3 separate regions of the Mus musculus genome follow, and regions 1 and 3 are each linked to region 2. The links are chromatin contacts, called in public HiChIP or PLAC-seq maps. All regions are on one chromosome and are shown on one strand. The core of a region is the stretch at or near the end of the contact, and the rest is flanking DNA. Distances in the headings are between cores, read along the strand shown. Region 1 overlaps Macrod2 (mono-ADP ribosylhydrolase 2). Region 2 overlaps Macrod2 (mono-ADP ribosylhydrolase 2). Region 3 overlaps Macrod2 (mono-ADP ribosylhydrolase 2).

Region 1 (3,988 bases), core at 851-3,350, 530 kb after region 2:
TCCAAACAGAACTAATACAGCACTCCATCTCAACTTAAACACAGGTCAGGCTGAGTCAGAAACACCATTTCCTCGCTGCAGGGTGAAGAGCTCATACAGAGTTCTGAATTTCAGATTTCCTGTAAGAATATTTTGTCTAACATCCTACACTAAAATGTCCAGGCAATTTTTTTCTCTTGTTGAATTGAACAGGTTTTCAAATAAAGAGCTCTCTTGGGTGGCCCTTTTGCACGGGTATGGCCAAGGAAAGGGGGAAGCAGTACAGAAATGAGACCAGGAAACATCTGTAACGAAGGATGTAGTCTCAGGTCTCCACTCAGACGTCGGAAAAGGTGATCAAGTAAGCAATGACTTCCCTATTTCCTACCTGGCTAATGGTCTGTGAGAAAAATACTATTAATCTATTTAATTTCCTTTAAAAACATTTCAGCCTCCAACTGCATTCGCATAGAGCAATCTTCAACCTATCTGTAGTCTCAATATTTTAGCTCTGCATCCATTTATTTTTATATGGAGCAAATATAAAATATTCCCACAAAAGCAATTTGCTACAATACAAAGTGAAAACTCATAAATGTTAACCATGACAGGGAGATGAGAATAGGAATGAGAAGATAAAAAGTTTAGGCTTGGAACCAAAGGAGGAAGAGAAGGAAGAACCACTTGCCTATTGTATGTGTGGCTACATTTTAACAAAAGTATGAGAGAAACAGACCACTGTACAAATAACAAAACATTTATGCTAGTTTACAGAAAGCTTACAAAACCTAGCTAGTAACTGACTGACATTCCATACCAAGTAAGCACAGAAACTTGCCCTAGAAAAAAGTCTGTGAGAGCTCACATCTTCCAAGACCAACTACATAATCAAGACAATCTGATTGTGGGTGAGCACTAACTACCTCAGGACAACTAACATTCTGTAACTAGCCTTTACCATCCCCAGATGCTAGTCCAACATGGGAACTCAGTAACTTTCAAAACAAGAAGAAAGTTGGGAAGGAATAGGAGAAAAAATATGTCTCATAATGAGATGTTTCCTACAGCACTGAAGCCAACTTCCATATGATTGAATTTAATGCTTATAGGAAAAAGTTACATGTGCTTGAAGACCCAATCATGGTTTTACTCCTTAAATACAAAATTGAGGGAAAACAAGTATATAACAGACATACTAGTAAACTTGTAATCCATGAATGTGTGAATGCATTACTTAGTATATACTATTAAAATACACACATGATTTAGCTTATAGTACAAAGTTCATTTGAGTAGATCATTAACTGCACCAAGAGAAAATACGAGGAGCCAAAGATGGAGACGAGCTTAGTTTCATTGTATATTCACATTTCTCTGAAATCTGAAGGGTAAGGACAGCAGAGAGCTCAACCTAACCATCTAGAGATCTCAACATGTCCAATAAGAAAAGAAGGCGGGTGAGTAGCCAGCAGGAAACAGGAGGCTCCAGCTGGACTCTGAGAGTTTTATCATGTAATTAAGCTATCTTATTACTTTCCTAAGAATATCAGAAAAGGAAAGACGATGTGTCTTACACCTGTTGCTGAAACTTCAATTTGTACTTTCCTCCTGTGTCACTGTCTTATCAGATTAATCGCTATGATTATTTGCTCTTTGGACATTGTTCGAGTTTCCTGCATAGATAGCTGCTACACAGTTCAGCAGACACTGTTTCCCTTTGAATGGAAATGTGTCCTGCCTATCAGGGTTTCACTTGAGACAGATGCCCCCTCTCCTCTGTGTCCAGGAAATTTTACGAACTAAATAGTGTCAATAACTGGATGGGGGCCAAGAGAGAATCCAGGCGGGGCTAGTGTACAAAGCAGCCTTTTTCTCAGCAAACCCACAGGGTATTGACGCCCGCCCGGCACAGTGCTGGTGCCCACACATTCCCCATGGCTGCCTCTTTAAGGGAAGGTGTAAATGTCCATGCTGAGCATGACAGACAAATATTTGAGGGAAGTTACAAGTTTTTTTGTGTTCTTTTCCAACTGCAAACCGAAGGTGAGTGGTTGATAAAACGTTGTCGGTAACAAGATCTCTACCATTTCACAAAATCCTAGTTGTAGTCCATAGGTCAATCCTTTGTGTCACAGGCTGGCATAAAAGTGCTCACTCACTGTGCTTTTCGGCATCTTCTTAGTGATATTTCCTTTGTGCTTTGTTCTGGCAAAAATTGTAAAAGGGCAAGTATTTCTTGATTCATTCTACAAATATTTATTACACTCAGACTAAATTCCAGGCACTTTTAGGTTCTAAAGAATCATTTCTTCCGTCATGAAACCTATGTCCCTTAGTAGAAAGAAACAATCGAGTAATCCCCATCTCCCTACACATACATATACACATACACATATGCACATATGCAAATATCCACATACAAACATATACACAGATACACATATACATATATCTGTAACCAACAGTGTAATACATGATAAGCATGCCAAACAAACAAACAAACAAATAAGTCATTTGGAGGAGTGATAGGAAGTGCTCTGGGCTCTGGATTCTGTCCCCTCAGGTAAGGCATCACCAATGAAGTGACATCTAAGCAGAAGCCAGGAGAAGGTGTAGGCTACCTGGCCACCTGGCAGAGCAAGATGAATTCCAGCAGATACAACAGTATCTCTGTGCTTTTTGGATTGAAGGAAAGAATTGCTAGAAGAGATTGAGCCTTATAGGGCACTTTAACGATTTTGGGTTTTACTCTGGAGTCTTTGATGGGTAAAAATAACCTATACTATCCTATTGTTCATGACATGGGTTTTTGTTTTTTCTTTAAATGGTTAAAAGTTACAATGCTAAGAAAAATAAACACAGCGATGTAGCCAATGTAACCACCTTACAGTAATAATCACTTATGGAACAATTAAACCATGTGCTAAGTGACTTAGGTATGTTTGGTCACTTCATCTTGAGGTTCTGCTCTCTAATTTGTGAAGGGAAAGAAAAGATGTTATCAAGAGTTGGAATTTATACCTGGAACACAGAAGAGCCAGACCGCAGTTAATAATTACTGAGGACAACAAAAGAAGAGGCCTTAGTAAAGGGATCCCCACATGTGAAGAATATTGGAGAATTCCATTGCAGGTGTGTTCTTTCCAGGGGTAGGCCAAACAAAATCCTATGTGAACATCCAAGGTGGAAAGGAGTCAAGGAAGCAGGTTGATGGCCAAGTCAGGCCGTGTTATAGGACGGAGAAGAGTGGCATGACATAATGATGCTGTCATGAAGGGAGGATGCTAGCAGGGTGGGTAAATGCTTTCCAAGGTACTCACAACATGCAGCTTGCCACTGGGGAAAAATGCTGCACTTTACTGGGATTCTGCAGGACTGCCGAGTCAGGTCTGGTAGCTATGGGAGAAGACACTAAGAGCAGGCCCTGGAAGCCTCTGTGGAAATGGGAACTTGTATAGCACATGAATCTCTGCCATTGGTTTCAAGCCTCCTAGGACCACAGAAAGATGACCCTTAGTCTCTGCTGAGGACAGTCTGAGGTCACTGTTTAGCTGACAAGGGTGAGCTTAAAATGACCACTTCTTATTGCTTTTTTTGTAGGAAGAGATTAGAGTTGCTTAGAACAGACTACCAAACTACCAAGCCTCTCAGAAGCAGACTCAGGGTTCAGCCACCACTGAAGAACCGGGGGGGCTGGAATGGGGACAGGTGGAATTTACTGCTTCTCAGACCTTGTGCTAAGAACCTTAGATATGATAACTTGTGTAATCTTCATAGTTGCCCAGTGGTTGAAGGACCATCATTCCCATTTCACAGATGTGAGAACTGAAAATATGAAAACTAACTACTATTATTCTGAAAAGACAGAACCAGCGATAAAAATGAGTCCCAATGACACATTGCTATACCATAGGCCAGTGCCTCCTCACTCAGCCCCCCTTAGAGAAGGTTCTTCTTTCAGTAGGTGGCACTAACAGGGATATAGACCCACAGCTGATGCTGGTACTTT
Region 2 (3,735 bases), core at 497-2,996:
CCATGGCTCATTTGTTAGACTTGTGGCTCAATAGTACTTTGCTTTAGACAACTAAAAATGCTGCTAGGGATTAAAATGAGGTGAAACTAAAAAAAAAAAAAAAAAAAAAATGGCATTAACTTTTTTTTATGGCTTTCAAATAGGCTATAAGGCACTTCCAAACCCAGAGGAAATCATTTCAGGAGAGCAAAATATTTAACCATGAAATTCAGGTTATCACTGTTTCTGTACAAGCCTCTTAAGGACTTGATTAGGCACATATCCCTTGCATAGCCATATGGAAAAAGTCCACAGGAGCCTAACCAAGACTTTTGTGTCAAGTCCTTCATAGATAAAGAGATCCCACAATTTTATCTTTGAACAAGGATTTGGTTCCCAGGGAATGCCAAAATGCTGAAGTTTTAAGGTAAGAACTGGTGCTGAGCAGTCTGTCAGCAGTGGCCTTGCTAGGGTGGGCTTCATGCATCTTTTATCCCTCACATGATGCCAGCCTGAACTAATTTTGAGGCTTTCAGTTCATGTCCTGAGATTTGGATTTTTTTAAAATGAGAGCTTCCCATTCCTGACCAGTTCTCAGAGCCATCATACCATAAACCCAACGTGTATAATCAAGTGGGAACCTTCCTCTTTTATTTATTTACTTTCGCCTCTTCTGCTGTAGTGACCTTAGAGTCATGGAATGTAGGAGGCATCTGAGCTGTCTTAGTTGAATGCTGGGAGAGATAAAGACTATAATTAAGGGTCTGCCTAACAATGGAGCTGCAGGAACTAAAGGTCACACCCCATAAAGGTGGATAACCATAGGGAAACTCAGGTGAGCTGCCCTGCTCTGGGCTCTGGCCTAGACTAGATTATTCATTAACTTTAATGAAGGTCCTAAAGAGATGCCTAAGGGGGGAAGAAACTCATTTGAAGATAGTATTGCAGAAATTTCCTCATCTCTGCCTGAAATTAAGACCAAAGCTTTCTGCTTAACCTTTCTTTAAACAAGCAACAAGAAGAGCCCAGCTATTCAGACTGGGCCAGGTGCCATGTGTTCAGTGGCCCAAGAATACCTTAACAGCTGTTCCTATGCCAATTATGAAGTCTGTCTCCTATGAGGACAACTTCCTCAAGATAAAATCCAAAGGTTATCAAATGTCAGACTACAATCAGAGGCCACAGCATATGACCACTCCTAAATACCTTACTACAGTCTCTGGATGCTTAGTCCTGGCATTTCTTAGGTTAGAAAGAACCATAACCATTTATCCCTCTTAAAAAAAAAAACAAAAACAAAAAACAAAAAAACAAAAAACAAAACAAACAAACAAAAAACCAGGGGACAGCTAAGATTTAAAACTACACTCATTAAGTCACCGAAAGCTACTCCATCAGCTGTAAGCACTTGTTAATCCATCTTGCCAACAGCTTAGCCCTGACAAGTTTCCTTTGGAAGGTGAGCCTTTATAAGCAGCCCTGGGATGCAGTTCTCCGTGGATGGGACCCAAAAGCCTTGTCAAGTGGATGCACAGCTTCCTCTATACAACCTCCAGCTGGAATCCAAAAGGGCTGGTGGACGGACACCGGAGACACATGATCGCTTTACTAAAAATAATAGTTATTAGTCAAAGTGAGCTTCCTTCCTCCACGAAGCAGTAGTGAAAACATCTACAGGAAATTCAAAAAGGTTTCCTGGTGAAGAATGTAGCTGGAGGCAAAGTTCAGGACTGGTGTTTGCTTTGGCACGCAGAGGTGACAATGTGACTAAGTTGGCCAAATCGGAGAGACTCAATGTACAGTGTGATTGAGTGAAGGATCTTGTGTTAGCCAACACTGCTTGTGGAGTTTGAAATGGCAGTGCTGTGACTTCCAAGGAAACCCCTCCAAGAACGGAAATACCTTTGATTCATTGCTACCTTTATAAGAATGTGTCAATTCAAGTAATTTTACTAAATGTACATCAAAATGGCCAAGTACGGTACATTAGGGCATAATGCTGTCTCATTTGAAAGTTATATGCTAGCTCTCAGAGTCAATGGAAGGAGCTAATAAGCACAAATTGTCATCTGATGTTTCATTCTTATGCCGTTTTGATACAGATACAATCTGATTAAACCAGAAAGGGAGAAGGAAACAAGAAGTGGTGGGGACAAACACAAAACAGGTTTTCTTCTGCTCTGTTTATTCTCCTCAGAGTAGATGGCTTCAGCTCTGCCACCAAAAATAATTCCCCCAAATCTTGTATTTCCAGGAAGCTTTTTCTTCATTTATTAGCTTTCCCTTCACTTATTATTCTCAGATTGCAGCTATTTTTAAGCCCACAATGCCCTTCAACGTCTCTATAGTGTTCAATTTTCTTAATATATATCAGATCCAGGCTAGGTACTTACTATTATTTATTACATGTTACTTGACAACTTGCCCGCCCTTGCCCATCTAGCAGACTCTTTAATCTGGATGCAATGTCAACTGCTCTTTTACTCATTAAACCAAAGTAGCAGCTGGTTATAAGTCATCACACATGAGTGCATGTGTGTGCCCATATGTACACATACAAACACACACAGAGAGACAGAAAGACAGAGATATACACAGAGAGAAACAGAGACAGACAAAGTCAGAGAGAATGAGAAAGCGAGAGAGCAAGTGACAATGAAAAAGGAGCAGCCCCAGGGAAAAATTAAGAAAATTTAGATAATTCAGAATTTTCTTGGCTTTGCCCAGAAGTCAAAAAGAAATGGAATCTAAATATTGTGGACAACCCTACAAAATGTTGAAGCAGAAATTACTCTCACACCAAAATAATAATTATTAAATTAAAACAACCTCGTCAAGCCCTCTTCTCTGCACTGTCAATGGTGAATTCCCTGCTCCAACACTTCAAACCTAAAAGGCCCATTGTACCTTCCCCATTCTCAGCCTCCATTGCTATAACCCTAAGGAAATGACAATTAACTGTCTAATCAGCTGTAAAGCTAAGTGGAAATCATCTTCCCAGAAGGTGATAACAACATACTAGTCACTAAGTTATTAGAAGTCATTCACTACATATGTCAGATACCCTGTTCTCTACATTTTAAGACCTGTCTCCCTGATCAGAAAGTCATTGCTGCCACCAAACTGGACCATTCTCGTTATCTGTATTGAAGGATTTTTGTTTGGCAAAAGCCCAAATTTGTATATGCATGCATAAACGTCTGTGAGTATGTGATTGAGATTACAGTACAGCTTCTCCAAAGGACGGAATTTGGAGCTGATGCTAAAAATATAGAATGAACACCTGAAGTTCCCCAGGCTACAGGAGAAGAACGAGTATCCCAGCAATCCAAATCACATTTGAGAAAGTCAAAGGTGGGGAGCAGCAGTGATTTAATGTTTCCAAGAGTGAAGCTACTGCAGGAAGAAATAGAACAAGAGAGAGAGAGAGAGAGAGAGAGAGAGAGAGAGAGAGGCAAAGAGAGAGACAGAGAGACAGAGAGGGAGACAGAGAGACAGAGAGAGAAAGACAGAGACAGAGACAGAGACAGAGACAGAGATGAGACAGACAGAGAGACAGACAGAGAGACAGACAGAGAGACAGACAGAAAGACAGCCAGAGAGACCGAGAGAGAGAAAGAGAGACCTCCATCAGGACCTAGCCTGTGATGCCAGAGTTCTTTTGCTTCTTCTCCAGTCCTATGGGGATCTGAACTGCTGCTTCATGTACTTTATCAATGTGCAGGAAAGGTGGTGCAATTTGTCCTGTGGCTGCTG
Region 3 (3,767 bases), core at 653-3,152, 550 kb after region 2:
AGCTATGCAAGTTCTGCAACTACAGATGTGCACCACCAAAACTACCACACTCAGAGCAATGGTCTATATTTCAAAAACACGTAAAGTTAAGGCTTTTTAAGATACACATATACTGAAATTCAGATTAAGGGGAGGGCCCAAGGCCTGACACTATTACTAAGGCTATGGAGTGCTCACAAAAACCGATCTATCATGACTGGCCTCTGAAAGGCCCAAAAAGCAGCTGAAAGAGTCAGATGCAGATATTTGCACCCAACCAATGGACAGAAGCAGCTGACCCCTGTTGCTGAATTAGGGAAGGCTGAAAGAAGCCAAGGAGAAGGACAATCCTGTAGGAGGACCAGCAGTCTCAATTAATCTGGACCTCCAAGATCTCTCAAATACTGGACCACCAAACAGACAGCAAACACCAGCTGATATGAGGCCCCCAACTCACATACAGTAGAGGACATCAGGGTCTGTGTTCATTCAGAGATGAAGCACCTAACCCTCAAGAGACTGGAGGCCCCAGGGAGTTCAGAGGTCAGGTGGGGTGAGGGTGGGGACATCCTTGTGGAGATGGGGGGATGGGGAGGAGGAATGGGATGTGGAACAGTCAGAGGGTGGATTGGGGAGGGGAATAAAATACAAAGTATAAAAAAATTAATTAATTAAAAATTTTAGAAAAAGTATGATTGAGCCGGGTGTGGTGGCACACGCCTTTAATGCCTGCACTTGGGAAGCAGAGGCAGGTGGATTTCTGAGTTCGAGGCCAGCCTGGTATACAGAGTGAGTTCCAAGACAGCCAGAGCTATACAGAGAAACCCTGTCTCAGGAAAAAAAAAAAAAAAAAAGGTATGATTGAGACTGGAGGCCCTAAGGAGTGAGGAGGTCTGGTGGAATGGGGATAGCAGAGTGGGGATTCCCTTATGGAGACAGGGGTGGGGGAGGAGGTATGGGATTTGGAACAGTCAGAGGATAGACTGGAAGGGGGATAAAGTCTGACTATAAAAAATGATTAAATAAAAGAAATAGCAAAGAAATTAAACTATGATTGAAATTTAAGGTATAATATTACCAAGTTCAGATTTAGCAAAAAGTGACCACATCCCTCAGTTTTGTGGCTCAGTTGGTATTCCATGGTATGCCTCCATTCAAAGTCTTGTCTTGTTACAAAAAAAAGTATGCTTACCATTTCCAGATACCAGAGAAATGTAATTTAAAAATACGTGTAGTTGATCTATTTCTAGATTTTAAATATTTATTCATTTTATTATTTTATGTGTAGGAGTGTTTTGTCACAGTCCTTTGCATAAGTAACTAATCCTCAAAACAATTCTCAAGCTCCAATGTCCAGATTTTTGAGATATTTTAACATTCTTATCTATGAATTATATAATTTCTTGACATAAGTTAATGGTGTACATCCATAACCGTAAGTAAAAATATTATAATAATTCACAGTAAAAATAAAGAAAGTGATCATATTTTGATAAAGCTATATCAGTATTTATATCAAGTGTTAGTGGCCTATATATTACCACTTCAACAATAAGTGAAAAATAACAGAGCACAATGTCTTAGTGTTTTACTGCTGTGAACAGACACCACGACCAAGGCAAGTCTTATAAAAACAACATTTAATTGGGGCTGGCTTACAGGTTCAGAGGTTCAGTCTATTATCATCAAGGTGGGAGCATGGCAGTATCCATTCAGGCATGGCGCAGGAGGAGCTGAGAGTTCTACATCTTCATCCAAAGGCTGCTAGTGGAAGACTGACTTCCAGGCAACTAGGGTGAGGATCTTAAGCCCATACCCACAGTGACACACCTATTCCAACAAAGCCACACCTCCAAATGGTGCCACTCCCTGACCCAAGAATATACAAACCATGACACATAACATCTGTCAATATAGCTCATATGGTAAAATGCTTGCCTAACTTGCATGAAGGCCTAGGCTCAGTCCCCAGCAGCACATTAAGTGTGTGGCTGTGTACACCTATAATCCCAGAACTTCTGAGGTGTACGTAGGAAGATTAGAAGTTCAAAGTCATCCTTAGCCACATGGAGAATTTAAGGGTAGCTTGGGGTACGTGAGGAGGCCCTGTCTACAAATAAATAACACTTAAATTACTCATTAAAAATCATATTGAACTTTCAAAATCAACACCAGACTGAGTTACCTACTCAAAGACTCCTTTAAATACAAAGTCATAAATCTTTTTAAAGTGAAAGGTTGGCAAAATACGTGCCATGTTAACACTGAAAGAAGAAAATTAAGTGGCTGTATTAATAAATTCTAGAGAAAGTAATATTGCCAATAACAGACTGGATTAATACAAATAATAAAACTGACCACTGAGAGGACATAATCAGCTTCGACATTTATAAACCTAATAACAACGATTTAAAAACTACAGAACTGTCAGAATAAATACACAAGTGCACACAGATGTCAACAGCACTGTCTCTGTGATTAATGGGGCAAGTTCTAAGAAATCACTCGTGGATTACCAACCAACCTGGCTAACACCTACAAAAGAATGCTCACCACCAACACCAGGATTGTTTTTATGTAAACATTTGCGGAACTTACATACAATATTGGATGATGAAACAGTCTCAGTAAAGTTAAAAACAAAACAAAACAAACAAACAAAAAAACCTCAAGTCACACTAAGTATATTTTTGTATCACAAGGGATTAGTTAAAATAGAAATCTATGTCAGCGCCGTATCACAAAGACGTCAAGGATCAGCAAGGCAAACTGCATATATGTATCTAACCTGAGAATAAAATTGAAAAGTAAATAGTGAATATCTTTAATCTAACATTAATCTAAAGGAGATATAATGTTCAACACTCCAAAATGATCTGTTCCAGCTTGAGGATTTAAAATTTTTGTGCCCTAAATATCCATACTGGAAAAAAAAAAGTCTCAAAAAATGTTTTCATATTCCACCCTAAACAAATGAAAAGAAAAAAGATTATTCATGCTCAGAATCATCAGAAGAAAATGCATAGTGAATATCAGAATAGAAATTAATGAGATTAGAGCTGAACAGAGAGAACTTATGAAATCAGAAGCTATGACTGACAAGTAGGCCATCAGTGTTGGTAAAGGCACAAAGAGTGACATTTCTTCAACTTACATTTCTGGTAGCTTTAGGAAATTATAGAAATGTTTTCATGACAATAAATTAATAATGTATATAATGTGGGTGAATTCATTGATAAAATATTATCAAGTCTTACTTTAAAAAATAAAGAGTCTAGAGAATCTTGAGTCTCTTCTGGAAATTATATTTGACATTGAAAATAAATCAAACAAAGTTATTTAGGGACAGGGATAAGGGTTAGTAGGTAAAGTACCTGTTCTAATGGCACTGAGTATCTGAGACCCCAGCACCCACACAAAAAGGCTAGACACAGCAACACTCACCTGAAAGCCAGGTGGCTTACAGACAGAAAGACTCCTTGAGCTCACTGGCCAACCAATCTAGCTGAATAGATGTGCTTCAAGTTCAGACAGAAACACTCTCAAAAAGTAGAGTGGGGAACACTCAAGGAAAACACCTAACACCAGCCACTGGCCTCTACACACATGTGCACACATGATCACACATACAAATGCTTCTCACACACACTTTTCCACGTAAAGACTGCCAAGGATATCCATTTTAAGCACAGTTGTCTTCACTGAAAGTCTCCCAAACATCTAAAAGGATGGGAGCAGAGATGCCTATTTTATATAACTGCTGCAAAAGAGATAGAATACTTCCAACC

What was found. HiChIP or PLAC-seq counts read pairs in DNA pulled down with a chosen protein or histone mark.
Region 1: a contact with region 2 is called in a FOXA1 HiChIP or PLAC-seq map of pancreatic cancer cells. The contact joins two enhancer-like sites. A contact is called at or near these places in 1 of 39 promoter capture datasets (liver), 1 of 484 Hi-C or Micro-C datasets (liver) and 3 of 115 datasets of contacts at active chromatin or transcription factors (extraembryonic endoderm stem cells, pancreatic cancer cells and trophoblast stem cells).
Region 3: a FOXA1 HiChIP or PLAC-seq map of pancreatic cancer cells shows a contact between it and region 2. The contact joins two enhancer-like sites. A contact is called at or near these places in 3 of 115 datasets of contacts at active chromatin or transcription factors (extraembryonic endoderm stem cells, pancreatic cancer cells and trophoblast stem cells).

Annotation. Positions count from the first base shown.
Region 1 is chr2:140,761,368-140,765,355 of GRCm38.p6, reverse strand. The region is part of intron 3 of Macrod2 (mono-ADP ribosylhydrolase 2); the gene reads right to left. Among named protein-coding and RNA genes, the nearest start is that of Flrt3, 92 kb to the right of the region's middle. Within about 2 kb of position 2,100, at least 31 of the 459 cell types and tissues checked have an H3K27ac peak or open chromatin away from gene starts, as enhancers often do. A contact at or near this core is called in liver and pancreatic cancer cells, where this site is marked.
Region 2 is chr2:141,286,577-141,290,311 of GRCm38.p6, reverse strand. The region is part of intron 5 of Macrod2 (mono-ADP ribosylhydrolase 2); the gene reads right to left. Among named protein-coding and RNA genes, the nearest start is that of Gm25583, 350 kb to the left of the region's middle. Within about 2 kb of position 1,746, at least 42 of the 459 cell types and tissues checked have an H3K27ac peak or open chromatin away from gene starts, as enhancers often do. A contact at or near this core is called in liver and pancreatic cancer cells, where this site is marked.
Region 3 is chr2:140,741,291-140,745,057 of GRCm38.p6, reverse strand. The region is part of intron 3 of Macrod2 (mono-ADP ribosylhydrolase 2); the gene reads right to left. Among named protein-coding and RNA genes, the nearest start is that of Flrt3, 72 kb to the right of the region's middle. Within about 2 kb of position 1,902, at least 4 of the 459 cell types and tissues checked have an H3K27ac peak or open chromatin away from gene starts, as enhancers often do. A contact at or near this core is called in pancreatic cancer cells, where this site is marked.